2 separate regions of the Zea mays genome follow, and region 1 is linked to region 2. Evidence: chromatin contacts called from public Hi-C data. All regions are on one chromosome and are shown on one strand. Each heading gives the region's core, a stretch centred on a gene start, on an enhancer-like site or on the middle of the called end of the contact. The rest is flanking DNA. Distances are from core to core; before and after follow the strand shown. Region 1 holds the start of LOC103631596 (bromodomain-containing protein 4). Region 2 holds the start of LOC100194194.

Evidence for each region. A called contact is a pair of places that touch in the nucleus more often than the background predicts.
Region 1: a Hi-C map of leaf shows a contact between it and region 2, with 5 times the contacts expected there. The contact joins the promoter of LOC103631596 here to the promoter of LOC100194194 in region 2. A contact is called at or near these places in 6 of 25 Hi-C or Micro-C datasets (ear, endosperm, leaf and 2 more).

What each region holds. Positions count from the first base shown.
Region 1 is chr1:6,977,677-6,982,230 of Zm-B73-REFERENCE-NAM-5.0, forward strand. LOC103631596 (bromodomain-containing protein 4) reads left to right here and starts at 2,978. Exons shown (of 9, transcript XM_008652471.4): 1 at 2,978-4,131. The coding sequence starts at 3,862.
Region 2 is chr1:6,791,471-6,796,251 of Zm-B73-REFERENCE-NAM-5.0, forward strand. It overlaps LOC100194194, which reads right to left and starts at 2,173. Exons shown (of 13, transcript NM_001359424.1): 1 at 1,839-2,173; 2 at 474-1,701. The coding sequence starts at 1,970.

The DNA of each region.
Region 1 (4,554 bases), core at 1,728-4,227, 190 kb after region 2:
ATTCCACGGTGTTATCCCCAGGAACCATGCCTACCCGCTAGGACGGGTCACGCTGCCCATCACGTTCGGTGATCCCTCAAACTTTCACACCGAGCAGATGCAGTTTGAGGTAGTGGACTTTCTCAGATCCTACAATGTGTTGGGAATAGTCCCACATTGTGTGGTGAGGGTGGGCAAGCATGATTTATATGGTTGAGGGTGCAACCCCCTAAAAGGCTAGCTTTTTGGGGGGAGTGTTGGCCCAAGAGACCTAAAGCCCGCTGTTATGCGTGCGGGCGCGTGTGTCACGGCCCAATGGTCTGGGTGGGTGCGCCATATGTGCGAGCGGACCGACGGACACACCATGTGTCGGTGGTCCGGTTCCATCAATTGGTATCAGAGTCGTTCTCTTCATCAAGGGATTAACCGCCCAAAAAGATGGATCCTAAGGGCAAGGTAATGGTGATCAACGATAAGGAGAAGGAGACTTTCAACATTGATGAGCCAAAAGGTGACAAGCCCACTGATTCATGCTCAAATAACAATAGAAAGGATGGGAAGAAGAAAATGCGCATCAAGAAGATTATCTACTACGAGACCGACATCTCCTCTTCTTCACCAAGGGACGACGAAGAAGAAGACTCGTCCACGAAAAAGAAAACGATTAATCAAAATAATTCATTTTATTATTCCCACATTTTATACAATTCAAATGCATATTTGTTGTCTATTTCACTTGGTAAACCCCCCACTTTGACAAAGAGAACTACTCTTTTTGGAATCATAAAATATGTAGTAATTTATTTTCTCTCAATCCTAGCATTTGGGAAATAGTGGAAAATGGAATGCATTCTGATAGTAGCGATAATCCCATATTATTAACGAGTAAATTCATAAGAATGTTCAGGCTACTACTGTGTTGTTAGCATCTCTATGCAGGGATGAGTACAATAAAGTTAGCGGTTTGGACAATGTCAAGCAAATATGGGACACCCTCAAGTTTTCTCATGAGGAAAATGATGCCACCATGATTACAAATATGGATCTGGTGGAAGGAGAACTGGGAAGGTTCGCCATGAAAAGGGGAGAAGAGCCAACTGAAACCAACAACAAGCTCAAGGCCCTGGTGAACAAGATCCAGAGCTATGGGAGTACAAGATGGACGAATCATGATGTCATTCGACTCAAACTAAGGTCATTTATCGTTATTGATCCTCATCTTGTAAACCTCATCCGTGAGAATCCCAAGTACGCCAAGATGATGTCCGAGGAAATTCTCGAAAAAATCATAAGCGGGTGAATGATGGTAAAGGAGGCAAGGTACGTTGATGATATTGCCAACTGACCACTTCCTCTCTACGAGCCGCAGCCCGTTGCTCTCAAAGCAACAAGCAGGCGCTACCTAACAAGGTGGCACAAGTGTAGGCTGCCCGACTCAATAAGGAAGAAATGACGCTTGTAATCAAGTGTTTCAAGATCGCATTGAAGAGACACAAGGAATACCCTAATAAGAACAAGTCAAGGGGAAAACGTCTTGCTTCAAATGTGGTAAGTCTGGTCATTTTATTACGCAATGTTCCGATAATAAAAATGACCAGGTACAAGAAAAGAAATGAAAGAAGGAAAAGAAAAAGAATTATCAGAAGGCAAAGGACGAGGCTCACATTGACAAGGAATAGGACTCGGACTGCTTTTCATCCGACTCCGACGATGAGGGACTTTTTGTCTCCACCTTCGACAAATCCTCCCTCTTCCCCAACGAGCGGCATACCTGCCTCATGGCTAATGAGAAGAAAGTACGTACACGAGACACTCCTAAGTATACCTCTTCTAGTGATGATGATTCTGATGATGAGGTAGATTATAGCGATCTCTTTAGGGTGTGTTTGGTTTGAGGTCAAAGTAGGATGAGGCGGGGCGACACCATCCCTCAATTTTTTGGGATCACGCCACCACCAAAAAATTACTCTGGTGTTTATCTCGCCCCCACTTGACTCACATCCAAAAACTATAGAAACTGTGGCCGTCCCCTTCCATCCTTCATTATACATCCAACCAAACATACCCAAAGTTGATAAAATTAATTAATTAATTGATGCCTTAATGAGAATGATAGATTGCTAGAGAAAAAAGAAGATATTCTATAAGAAGAACATGATAAGTGTGTTAATGCTGAAAAATCTCTAGATATGGAAATTAAGAAAAATGAATTACTCTCTTCTGAGTTATCTGGACTTGTTTGAAACTGCTCCACAAACTCTCTCCTATAGACATTATGGTGCAACTCTAAAAAACAAGAGTTTATGGAGCATCTCTTCAGGTGCTATCTCAACTCCACCATTCTGTTTCGATTAGAGTTTGTAGAGCTATAATTGTTTGGCTGGGAACCATGGAATGCATAAAAAATTGGAGTAGAGTAGTCCTAAAGAAACTAGAAATCAACTGTATTAAGGGTTGTTTGGCTAAAAGATGATTGAAGGGAATTGACAAGAAAATTAGTTCATTTTCTCTCACCCCCTCCAATCCCCTTCTAATCAAACAAGCTCTAAGGGTTTATTTCTTTGGCATGTAAAACAGATTGCCCATCAGCCATGCAGCACAGCTCCATACATCTGAACGTTTAGAAATGCATATTGCAGCAAGCAAAACTGTTTATATGTTAAACAAATATGCCATAAAAGTGTTCAGGATAATTAGTCCTAGGTCTTAGAGTTTTGTAATGGCCGATTCGCTCAATCATCCATAGATTGTCTCCAACAGATCGTGCATATGATCGTTGAAAAATATTATTTTGCACTATAAATCATTCTGTTAACATAGTGAAATTTAAAATACTAGAAGTGATGAAAGATAAGATGAGTAAGCTATTGAAGACAACCTTATGTCTTAGCCATGGCACACTTTCTATGCACATTTTTTCATCCTTGAATATTTTGTTTATTTTCTTATTTTATCTACCCACCCTTTGCTAATAAACGTCACTGAGATCTCACAAATAAATGAGCTATCATTTTCAATGCACTGTAAATGGCACACTATAAATGAGCTACTTTTATCTAGCCCCTGCATGCAATTCTGCAAGAGTCACTTTAGAATCGAACCAAGTGTTGCTCACCCTTTAGGTTACAAAAGCTATTAGATGTTTAGAAGAAATGGAGGCCGTGGTGCAATCTAAAGCTAGATGATCAGAAGTTAAGGACGTGGACTATCTCAACCAATTCAAGAGCTTTGTTGTTTATCCATCTTGTAGTCCACCATTACCTATTTGCTCCTCTTTTGTGAAGTAAAAAATACAAACGGTAATTGCTCCTTCGTACACACATGTAAATGGGGTATAAAAAATGAAAAGTAGATAAAAACCATGGACTTCGCCAAGAAGAAGGGAAGAGTGGTTGCTTGGAAGATGGCAATAAACGGAACAGTGACTGCGACGTAAAGAGTTGCGGGAGATATAAAACGAGACCAAACTCCTCATCGCACTGACAGGTGGGTCGCACTGCCTTCTATTCCAACGAAAAAAACAACCACCCACACGACCCTGGGGCACCCACCAATCGGGTCCGGCCACGGCACAAACGCGCCCGGTCCCACCCCACCAAACGCGCCCGCGGCCGGCCGATCCGACTCGCAACAACGCGGGGAGCTTTATCCCCCTCTCGTTTCCATGTGGGGCCCTATACAGACCGGACCCGCATGTCATGACATACTGGGCCCCAAAACAGCCGAGCAGACCGACGCAAACCGAAAGACCCCAGGGGAAAAAAATACCAAACGCACGCAAAGCCACACGCACCTCGACCCGTTCCCAGGCCATCACACCACCAGCACCACCTCGTCCCCCGTACCTGCCTCGCCGCCGCCGCCGCCTCCTGCCGGCCTCCGATGGCGAAGACCCGCAAGCCTCCGGCCCCTCCTTCTCCGCCGCCGCCCCCCGCAGAAACGCCATCCCCGCAGCGGCGGCGCAAGAAGAAGGGCCGCCCGTCCCTCCTCGACCTCCAGCGCCGCAGCCTCCGCCTGCAGGCCCAAAACCCTAGCCCCGCCGCCTCGCCCACCCGCCGGGACCCCAATCCCTCCGACGACGATGAGGACGGGACCGGGAGCGGGCGGCGGCGGCAGAAGCGCCTCAAGAGCGTCCTCTCCGGCGTCGTCAAGGTCGGGGCCCTCCCTATCTCGCGCCAAATTTTCGAAAATTGCGGGCTCTGGGGACCTCCCCGAGGGGGTTTTGGCCGCGGGACACGCGGCGATGCTGAGATGTAGTGGTTGGATCTGCGGTTCGGGATTTTTATTGTGGGTGGTGGGGGTTGTGGTACGGCTCGCCTCTGTGGCGGGGAATCTAGCGGGGATCAGTGGTGTTCTGATGGTGGTATCTGCGGATTTTTAGCTCTGGGAGGGCGGTTGCTTTTTTTTAGGTGGGTTTGGAATTCCTTTTGGCGCCCCTCGAGTCCGGCCGGCCTAGGGATCTTGACCCTCCTCACTGGCTAGCGCTTTAATCCTTACCTCGGAAGGAATAGTGGGCGGATCTGACACGTTTTGGCGGATTTGACCTTTTTCTCCTACTGATGGAGGTGTAAGCAT
Region 2 (4,781 bases), core at 923-3,422:
AATAGCTATGGTATTTCAGACTATGAGATATGTTTAGTGATCATAAAGAAAGAACCACAAGGACAAAAAAAGCTACTCCCTCCGTCCTGTAATATAGCACATTCAAGCATTCAAAAATTGTACTCAGATATAAGGGATTCTAGAGACAGAAAACAGTTTTGCATTAAATACTTGCATAAATTTGGTAGGTATTATATTGTTACTTGCCATTTATCAACCAATCATCATTGATCATGTTCATGATAGCATCTGATTAGGAAATAAAGTAAGGGCACATGCGTCTTTTTTGTTCTCCCTTAATCTGTCTCTGTCCTAAATATCTAGAATGCACTATATTACAGGACAGAGGGAGTATAATGCTAACCAGTAATTTTAACAGTATGATAGCATAGACCGAATCTAAGTTTGGAACAAAAACCTAAGTAAATGATATACATGATTAGGGTAGTGGGAAGTTGGTGACAGTATCCTACCCCTTGGAAGCCTCCAACTGAGGAACAGAGTGCGAGCTTCTGCACCAGTTATTTTGCCATCTCTGTCCCTATCAACATCCCCAAAGACTTTCATGTACTTCTGGATGTCCGGTTGAGTAATTTTGGGCCATTGAGAAGCTGAATTAGAAATCCCAGCAGAGACAACAGGTGTAGCTGGAGCAGGAATGGACTTTACGATAGGCTGAGTCTGTTGAGGTTGGCTGCTACCTTGCAAAGAACCAAACTGAGTGAGATTAGTCAGGTTCTGGGAGCCAGTAGGCGTGGCCATAAAACTGGATGAACTCGGAATCGAGCTTGTCTGAGGTGCAGATAAGCTTGGCTTTGGCTGTGTAAGTGCAGAGAAGATGTCTGTGCTTGATCCAGAGCTGCTGGCAGGGCCATTTCCAGACAGTACCAAAGCTTTTGAATTCTGAGGCAAAACAGCACTGTTGCTCTGTGGAGGCAATGGCGATGAAGACATTGCTTGTACCTGTTGTCCAGGCACCATGCCCATTGTGCTAGGTAAACCTGGACCAAATCCACGTGTTGTCTGAGAAGGAGCAGCTCCTGGTATAGCTCGTGGGATGCCTCCAACTGAGGCAGCATTACCGCCTTGCCAACTGATAGATCCTTCCATGCTGCCTCCATGGACCAAACCTTGATTGATTCCAGGCGCTTGAGCTTGAAATGAAGCTGCTGGAGTTCCAACCTGTGGTGGCCGCATGAAACCGGTACTAGAAGGTTGCTGTTGAGTAATTCCCAGGTTAGGAGGCTGTGGCTGCATTGCCCTTGGTGCAGCAAATTGAGTTGCTTGTAGAGCACCACCCTGACTCGCAGCTGGCATCATAGAACTGATCCCTTGGGGCCTTGGAGCAGCACCAGGGTTCACCTGCAGCATACTAACTTGGGTAGATGTCGGCATCATACCGCTTCCCTGGGGCCTTGGTGTGCCAGCCGGATTCATCTGAGCTGCTCCAACCTGCCCGGGCGTCATCGCAGCGCTCCCCTGAGGCCTAGGCGCCCCCGCAGCACCCATCTGTGAACGAGCCGCCCCCGCGGCTATCTTGGGAGCTGGAATTCGAGCCGCGGCGGGACCATACAGTGCCGACTGCACTATGTCGGGCGTGAGCTGACGCCCGCTCTGCGCTACGGTGACCAGGCGCAGCGCGTTGAAGAATTCCGGGCGGCCGAGGAAACCAGTCTTGTTCTGATCGGCGTGCATCCATACCTGCGCCCATCCGAGAAACTCTTAACGCGTTCGAATCCGCGGGGCAAGGATCTAGTATGGTTCGCCGCTATCACGCCTAAAATTGGACGCTCAAGTGGGCGAATGCGCGAATCCAAGGGGAGGGTATAGAGGGGCACCTGGGCGAGGACTGGCTGCGGCAGGTTGGCGCCCTGGAAGAAGGCGACAGCTTCCTGGCCGCTGATGCGGCCGTCCTGGTCCAAATCCGCGCGGCGGAAGTATGCCTCAAAGGCCTCCGTTCCCGCCGCCATCTTCGGGATCCAAGAGAGGAGATCACGCCTGCGGTGGGTGCAGCTTGCTGGATCTGCCAAGTCGGGCGCTGGAGATCTCGGGGGAGCGTGTCGCGGCGGGGCTGCTGGCTGCAGGTGCAGGAGGCCCAGTGGTTTCCCGCTGTCGCCGACCGAGATGGTGAGCGGACAAATTTCTCAATCGTCCCCTTCGAGTTATCAGTTCCTTTAACCGCTCAAAAATGAATTCGTTAGCTAGACTCCCGATTTTTTTTTAAAAAAAAATATTGCCGGTGTTAACACTACCATTTTGGAGAGGCAAGGTCGTAGGGAGAGAGAAAGGATGAGAAACGACTCAGATAATATCGTCAATTAGATTTGATTAAGTGGGAGAAAGTTATCCAGCAAACTTAATCGTTGGTTTTGATGGTGTTAAATCTGATATAAATAGTTTGGTGAATTTAGTGAGGTTTATTGATGTGGAGTGATTTGGTTGAATGAGTTTTGCAAAATTTAAACTGATAGATTATATATTGGTATAGATTAACCTTCTAAAAAACATATTTCCAATTTCTATGTTTAAAAACTGAACCCTAGAGATTGGTGGCATAATATATGATGGATGTGTTTAGTTGCGGGACAACTATGTCAGTCGAAAACAACCAAGTCCTCTAACGTCTCCCTAGTCCATCCAATTATGACAAATAGCTAGATACGGTAGTTGAATGGTTATTGTTTAGCTCCAAAATGAGCTGCGGATGGTCCGCGTCTGTGGGCCGGACGGTCCGCGCATGCGCAGAGCAGATTAGGGTTCCGAGTTTTGTGCTACGGTTATTAGCTATATTCGCGGAATTAGCTCGGGAGATTAGTTTGTAAAGGGTCCAGCCCCCTCCTCTATAAATAGATAGGTATACGACCGATTTGGAATGATCAATCGAATCAATAATACTTCTATCTCGCATTTATTTCTTGTACAATTAGAAGTAGTTCTAGTCTAGTTCTAGTTTAGCCTCTCAATCCTCAAATTCTCCGCTTCTCTTCGACTCTACGTCGATTAGAGGAGTCTAGGTCGGCCTGCCCGAGCCTAGACAACTCATAGGATCTCTCCTCCCCGACGGGGTCCCTCCCGGGAGCGAGATCCAGGCGCCGCCGGCGACCTTTGCCCCCCCCCTGCGCAAGCGCGAACTGTTCGACCGTCAGGCAGGGAACCCTAGCCCTGCGCCAGGTCGTGGACCGTCCGACCCCTGGTCGCGGACCGTCCGCGCCTGTGCAGAGAGCACCGCCGCTGGTTCTTGTTGAGTGTTTGGCGCCCGAAAAAGGCGTCAACATACTTTTTGGCGACTCCGCTGGGGACAATTTCATATAGACCTATCGAGATCGACCCTCAATGGCCGGTTCAAAGGATAGCTTTGAAGTTTCCACCAGCAATATCATCAAGCCGACATGGGAAACCTTGCCGGTTGAAGAACAGCTCCTATTCGAGGAGCACCAGGAGCAGCTGATCCAGAAAGCAAAGGCGAAATTCCCGGCCGACTTCAAGATGGACAGGAACAACAAAGTCGTTCGGCAACAGGCGACAGATCTGGCTTCGCTCCGACCTACTACGAATACCCCCAATGTAAGTAGCACCGATGAGCTCCAATCTCTTAAAGCTTACATAGACGAACAGCGAGAGCAGATGCAACATATCGAAGGGGATATACAAAATGATCATAAAAGGCTAGTGTGTGCGCTTGATAAGTCTACTATTGCAAATCTTCCTTCTCACGAGGTTGAACCGAGGGAATACACACGTGATTCATCGGCAACAGGTTGTCACGACCAATCACAACCCCTTTATGAGATGCCGATAGACATGTACCCTGGGCAACAACAGCCTCTCACGCACATCGGCGATAAATTTGCCGATCTGCTCATGTCTGGACCGTCCGCACGTGAGCGCGGACCGTCCGGGCCAGCGGCGGCCGATCCCATTTTTAGAAGCGAATTACCGAGGCCTGCATCCAAGCCGCCACATACCCTGCAAACCCTAGATAACCCATTCGAACCGTCCACGTATGACGCCAGACAGTCCGAATATAACGCCACATTGCCGGACAGTCCGCGCACGTAACTGGACGGTCCGCGTATTTAACCGGACGGTCCGGCACAAAGTTTTTTAAGGAGGATGGATATCCAACTCCGCATCCGTCCCAGCTAAACTCTCCATCTCACCATGCGACACACCAGCACCATAATATAACCTACCAAACCTGTGATAGTGATTACTTTCTGGCCTCCAGAAGGCCAGAAAGGAATGGCCAGTCCTATGAGCCTCATAGGGCATGTATTAACGCACCGCAAAACCCAAACCAATGGGGAGGAAAACAACATACCAACATCCAAACAACCTCACCCATATTGGATCAAAGAGACGATGGTCTCCCACCGGCTGCCATCGATATAGTAAGAGAGGAAATAATTGGGGCGTTCCGAGATAAGCTCGGAGTTAGTATAGTCCCCGGGGGTGAAAGGGAAATATGCTTACACCTTTTCCTAATTGATTTTGGTGGTTGAATTGCCCAACACAAATAATTGGACTAACTAGTTTGCTCTAGATTATGAGTTCTACAGGTGCCAAAGGTTCACAACAAACCAATAAAAAGACCGAAAAAGGATTCAAATATAGAGAGCAAAAGACAGCCGAAGTGTGCCCTGGTCTGGCGCACCGGACTGTCCGGTGTGCCACCAGACAGTGTCCGGTGCACCAGGGACTCCAACTCTGAACTGCTCACCTTCGGAAATTCTGGGAGCCACTCCGCTATAATTCACCGGACTGTCCGGTGTGCCAGCGGA